Regions from separate parts of the Mus musculus genome. Here region 2 is linked to region 1. Evidence: chromatin contacts called from public Hi-C data. All regions are on one chromosome and are shown on one strand. Each heading gives the region's core, a stretch centred on a gene start, on an enhancer-like site or on the middle of the called end of the contact. The rest is flanking DNA. Distances are from core to core; before and after follow the strand shown. Region 1 overlaps Gm51562 (a long non-coding RNA gene). Region 2 has its middle 7.3 kb from the start of Spaca7.

Evidence for each region. A called contact is a pair of places that touch in the nucleus more often than the background predicts.
Region 2: a contact with region 1 is called in a Hi-C map of ganglionic eminence, with 2.3 times the contacts expected there. The contact joins two enhancer-like sites. A contact is called at or near these places in 12 of 39 promoter capture datasets (the 3T3-L1 cell line, 3T3-L1-derived adipocytes, the HPC-7 cell line and 6 more), 5 of 484 Hi-C or Micro-C datasets (cerebral cortex, embryonic stem cells, ganglionic eminence and 2 more) and 3 of 115 datasets of contacts at active chromatin or transcription factors (astrocytes, embryonic basal ganglia and kidney).

What each region holds. Positions count from the first base shown.
Region 1 is chr8:12,325,736-12,328,832 of GRCm38.p6, forward strand. Gm51562 (a long non-coding RNA gene) reads right to left here. Exons shown (of 3, transcript XR_003947512.1): 3 at 2,509-3,018. Among named protein-coding and RNA genes, the nearest start is that of Gm51562, 5.2 kb to the right of the region's middle. Within about 2 kb of position 1,631, at least 25 of the 459 cell types and tissues checked have an H3K27ac peak or open chromatin away from gene starts, as enhancers often do. A contact at or near this core is called in embryonic basal ganglia and ganglionic eminence, where this site is marked.
Region 2 is chr8:12,564,169-12,567,265 of GRCm38.p6, forward strand. No RefSeq gene overlaps it. Among named protein-coding and RNA genes, the nearest start is that of Spaca7, 7.3 kb to the right of the region's middle. Within about 2 kb of position 1,608, at least 38 of the 459 cell types and tissues checked have an H3K27ac peak or open chromatin away from gene starts, as enhancers often do. A contact at or near this core is called in embryonic basal ganglia and ganglionic eminence, where this site is marked.

The DNA.
Region 1 (3,097 bases), core at 381-2,880:
AACACCCCTGGTACCAAGCCGATGGCAGGACTGTGTGAGCACATGTATAGGGGAAACTCATGTTTTATGCACATGTACAAATAAATATATGTGCCCATGAATGTGGGTGAGTCTATTCCAGCATGTGAACACATGGGAGGTATAATGTGTTCATGTGTGCAGCTTTGGATATGTATGTATACATGTGTAACTGTGAGTGTGTATGCCCACATTAATGAGTGTGCATGGATGTGTGTGTGTGTGTGTGTGTTAAAGGGTAAGTATGTGTGCTCATATGTGATGTATGCACATCTGTGCATTTGGACATGTGTGTAAACATGTGTATATGAGTTTTGGAAGTCAGTACATAAGTTTGATGTGTGTTTCTGTGCCTCTGTGTGTACATGTGTGTGAGTCATGTGTATGCATGTATATGAGGAGTCTCTGCACACAAAGTATAGATGAGTATGTATGTGTTAGATACATGTAACCATGATATGTGTACACATACATAAGCATGTGTTATAAGTGGGTATAACTATATACATATGTGGTGTGAAGTGTGTGGTATATGTTGCATATGTATATATGACAGTGTGTGGGTATGTGTCTGATTGTGATGTATGTATATATTTTATGTACATGTATGTGAAAATTGAGGGAATATACATGTTGGGTTGATGTATGTGACATGTATTATATGTGAATGTGAAAGTGTGTGTATGTGGGTATACATATGTAGCTATGATACATGTTGTATAGATACATGTGTATGTTCATGTAGGAATGAATATATATATATTATGATGTGTGTGATATATTTACATTTTTATATGGGAGAATGTGAATATGTGTGTGATGTGTTTGTGTATGAATGTATGTTAGTGTGTATATGGATATGTATGTGTGGTGTTTGTGTTGTATATAGTGTTTGAGCATGCATGTGTCCGTGTGTGTGTGATATGTGTGATGTGCTTGTATTGTGTATGTGAGCATATACATAGGCATTTGCATGAGTGTGCATGTGGAATATGAATATGAGTACAGGAGGGCACATGACTTTGTGTATAGGCATGATTATGGGGTATACATATGTGGGGGTGGGAGCTAACCTGTGGCAAGCATGCTAGTTTATCTGTGTCAAAGCTACAATAGTGAAGGCTAGAGCATCAAGCCTGCCCAGAAAGCCATAGTTTAACAGTGGTGCCCAGGTGTCTGATTCATGGATGCTCTGTCATCTATGTGCACATCTATGTGCACAAGTAGGGTAGGATGTGGCAGCTCCGTGTTTGGTCACCTGTGGCAAGCAAGGAATCAGGAAGGAATCTGCACAGCAGGGAAATGGGCTGGCAGCTGATACTGGTAGCGTGTGTGGCCCTGTGCACCTGAGGGAGGCTTGAGTTGCAAGGACAGGAGCACGTGTGGTATCCTTGGAGAAACGAGGCAGAAGGGAGAGAGAAAACAGAAAGCATCGCACAGGCAGACACCAGCATTGTCTGTTCCCAGTGAGGGGTCAGTTCGGCAAGTTCAGGATTAGTAAATTTAATATCCTGTCAAAATCCTCATGATAATGAACGCAGCCTGGGCCGGCTGGCACGGCAGCTCCACACTGCAGCCGGCAAGATAGCGCAGCTAATTTATGAGCGAGGGATTGGGCTGTGCTGGCAAAGCAGGCTGGGTCCAGCAACGGAGGGCGGTCCTTGCTTGATGGAGAGCCATCAGCTAGGGATATCATTGGGTTCCAGTGACCCACAGCATGAGTGACCCTTGTACAGCTCGTTCCTTGGGGCCCTCCCTGGCTTGCAGGAAAGGATGAGGGGCAACGCCTTTCAAAAACTGACCCAACTCCATCTGCCTAAGATCCCGGGGTGGTGTTTGCCATCTGAGGTAGAAGGTGGGCACAGAGTGCTCATGAAGAGGTCAGAGGCTCACTGTATGTTGTGAGAACAGGCATGCTGGGAAAGGGGAAGACTGGGGGCTGCAACTACCTACAGGAGCTGGCCAGGGTGGGTCTCAGGCTGCACAGCGATGCAGCCTGCCTTGCTCCTCGGTGAGGAACATGCAGACGACAAAGTTCCTGTGCAATTTGTCTGAGGCTCCGCACCTCTCTAAGCAGCTGTCACCGCTGTGCATGATGGTGCATTGAATCTGAATGGGGCTCTCCACATCAAAACCTCGCTTCCATTATGATACCATCTCCCGCTCAGAGCTGTAATGCTTATTAATTCTGCGCCCATGCTCCCGGCTGAGGCAAATGTATTCCATCAGCCCAGCATTTAATTTAATTAGTACAGCTGGGCTCTCATTCTCCTCTCTGTGTCAGAGGTATTGTCAGCACGTTCTGCCGTAACACAATTACTGATTGCTTTTAGATAGGCAGAAATATGATTAGGGTATTGGGTGACTGTATCATAAGCCTTATTAGATTCATTTGAAATCTGGAGATAAATAGGAAACTTTTATTTGCAGTGTAATGAGATTATGCTTATTAGGCCAAGGCCTCGCAACCTTTTGCAAAGAACACAGCGGATCGGTCGGATTAGACCCTGGAACTACACTTTCTACTCTCGGCTCTGAGCAGCCACGCGGCCCCGTGCAGACTTAACTGTTGTCACCCTGCACATGGTTTGGATCTCAGCCGCCTGGGTCTCCTCGCCAGATAAAGGATGGGGGCAGCTCTTCTCCTTCTCCAAGTCTGGGGAAACACACCCATCTTGAAATGGAAGAGGAGGGAGCAGTCTTATATTTTGAAAAAAATCCATGTGCGGACTAAAAGGAGTTATTCTTCTCAGTGCATGTGTGTCGTTTATAGAGATTGGCATGCAGTAACCATCTCAAAAGTCCCTGAGCTCCATCAGAAGGCGACCATCCTGCCTGTTGTCATGATGATAGCAAGTGAGTCCCACGGTGCTGCATCCTCCATCCCCAGTGTTCATCAGAGGCCTTGAAGCTCCGTTGTGGGCAGGGCTCCTGAAAACACCCCTTCCTGCCTGGGACGCATGCGCAAAGATGTGGCAGAGCTGTGATTGAGGCTACCTCCTGTGTCATGAAGGAAGACATTGAAATTAAAGTGCAGCATTCCCTGAACTGAGCTGGGGCCGATGAAGTTACTGCTTAT
Region 2 (3,097 bases), core at 358-2,857, 240 kb after region 1:
ACATGTGTATATAGAGACCCAAAGCTAATATCAGGCATCTTCTTCAGTTGCTTTCCACTTTATTTATCGAGGTAAGATGTCTCATTGAACCCAGAGTTCACTGACTCCATCTGGTCTACCTCTGCTTATCAAGTGTCCCACCTGGCCAGGATTTACATGGGTGACAGGGATCAGAACTGTAGTCCTCATACTGACAAGACAGTCCTTTATCCACTGAGCAGTATCCCCAGAAAGCATGTGATTTCACAACTATTTCAAGCAAAAGGAGCGGTTTTGATGGTCACCTGAGCCTATGAAGAAGGTCCCCTCTGAGCCAATGCTTTCCAAGGAGCTGTGTACTGTGTCGACATCTATGGTTGGTTCTGTGAACTGCAGAATCGCTGCTGAGTTTGCACTCCAGTCAGCAGGAACCAGGGCAGCTGACCCCTACAAAGCATTCTATTCACCACGAGGTTGAATCAGTTGGCAGAGCAAACTTTCCCAAGCTTCCCTATGGGACATTTGAGGAACCAGAAACAATCTCTGACCTGTAGGGGGAAAGATTCTACCTTTTTCCTGTAACCTTGGAGTTGGGTAAATCACATGAGGAGCAGAAAAGAGCTGGGGAGGGAATATGAAAGAAATGATATGCCAGGCAAAAAAAGAAGGATATGAAATCTACATTTGTGTGTATGTGTGCCTGTGACATGCATGAGTACAGAGTACATATGTGAGTATGTACATATATGTGCAATCATGTGTGCACATGTGTATATGTATTATGAATGTATATGCACATTCGTGCCCATGCATGTGTGAATGTACATGTGTATATATGTACATGTATGCTCATGTGTGTGCATCTGCATGTGTGAATGTACATGTGTATATGTACATGTATGTTCATGTGTGCATATGCACGTGTGAGTGTACATGTGTAAGTATACATGTATGTTCATGTGTATATGTACATGTATGTTCAAGTGTGTGCATGTACATGTATATATGTGTTGTGAATACATGAGCCTGTGTATGTATGAATTCATGTGTCTCTCCAAATCTGTGTATATGACAAACAACTGGCTCTCTGTGATTTGAAATGTAAGATGTTTTGAAAACTGTTCTTTCTCTGGGGTTGGGATCTTTATGCCTTGAGAACTTCAACAACCTTGGCATCCCTCTTAAAATGACTTCAGGAAGAAAGATGCATTATGTGTAAGGTGAAGGTCTATGGGTAACATAAAACTTTAGTCCCAGTTGACATCCCTCAGTCTAAGTTCCCATCTGCTGGCGAGGCTCGGCCTGCAGGAGCACACAGCTCAGCACCCCCTTCGCCCCACGTTTCCAGCACCTTTGTTCTGAGTTTTAAAGAACCCTGACTAATTCACTTTAGCCGAAAGCTAATCCTACACTGTAAGGCTAAGTATAAAACAAGTGACGTTCTCAAAGGGGGTGACAGAAATGAGCAGGGGGGATCGCTGAGTGCTCGTTAGCTGCGTGTTGTCACGTTAACTATGGGGTGTAACACCAATTTTCTCTTCTTTGTCATTTGCCAACACTATCCCCCTCCACAGAGCAGTCTGGCAGGGAGAGGCTCTCGGCAGCTGCTCACCCTCCTCTGCCCTGTGGAGGCCCGGAACTTTGCCTCCGTGGCCATGAGCCCCAGGAAGGGTAGCCACCCCGGACCAGTCACTGCCAGATCTGCCTGTCCAGAAAACTGTTAGGTGTTGGGATAAAGAAAACCCTCTGAGGCTTCTAAGCTAACACTGTGGATTTTTTTTTTTTAATATTCTTTGGAGGGCTGGATATATGGCTCAGCCATTGAAGGCTAGGCTTCAAAATATAAAATATTCTTTGGGGGCTGGAGAGATGGCTCAGCAGCTAAGAACTGCTTGCTGCGCTTGTAGAGGACCCAGATTTCCCTCTTAGCATCTACACTGGGCAGCTCACAGCCGTGTGACCATCTGGTACTCCAGTTCCAAGAGATCTGATCCGTTTCCTGCTTCCTGGGGACCTTACTGTTTATAAACTCACCCAGGTTCACACACATACACATATATATATATTTTAATTAAAATGTGCCACAGTAAGTGTGCATGTATGTGTGTTCTTGTGCATGCAAGTGCACCTATGCATATGCATGCGTGCGCGTGCGTGTGCATGTGCGTGTGTGTGTGTGTGTGTGTGTGTGTGTGTGTGTGTGTGTTTGTATGCACATGTACATGTGTGTGTATAGGCCAGAGGTCAATATTGGATGTAGGGTCTTAGGCAACTTTCACTTTTATTGTTGTTTTGAGACAGGGTCTTCGACTAGGAGCTCGGATCACCAATCACAAGAGGCCAGCCAGCCGGCAAGTCCCCAGCATCTGCTTGCCACTAAGCTTACAAGCCTTGAGATCAATTACAGGCTCCCACTGCCACGCCCAGCTTTTTAAGAGTGGGTTCTGGTGGACAAAATTCAGGCCCCTGTGCTTGCACAGCAAGCACTTTATCAGCTGAGATATCTCCACAGCTTTCCAGTTTTAATCCTTAGTCACTATTAGACCCAATAACTGGAGGCCTGGCACTCTGCGTAGATGCTGTGTCCCACAGAGGACATCTGAGGGGCGAGCATGCTATGTCCTGCTCCCCACAGCTGTAGGGCTGGGAGGAGTGCTGAAGCTCTGTCAGCCGAAGCTCTGAGTGAGCGCGTTACCATCAGCTGCTTGAACTCTGCTTGTCCTCCTCATCAGCGAGGTTCTGAAAACACACACACACACACACACACACACACACACCAAAACAAACGAAACTCAAAACTAGGGACTGGGGAGATGGCTCAGTCAGCTAAGCACTTGCAGCAAAAGCAAGCAGCCCGGAGTTCAGTTCCCTCCCCTCCCAACCCCCCACCACTCCAAACCCCCATCCCACCCCCAACCCCCACCCCAGCCCCACAGTAAAAGGCAGCCCACCCCCAGGCAATCCTCTATGGTCTCCACATGGAGAAGCAGGGATAGGAGGTTCCGGGGGGGGGGGGGGTCTCTGGTCTGTCTGGACAAAGCACTGAGGCTCAGGTTTAGTAAGAGACCCTGTCTCATCAAAAGAAAGTAGAGTCATGGAGAACACTTGGTGTCAGTTT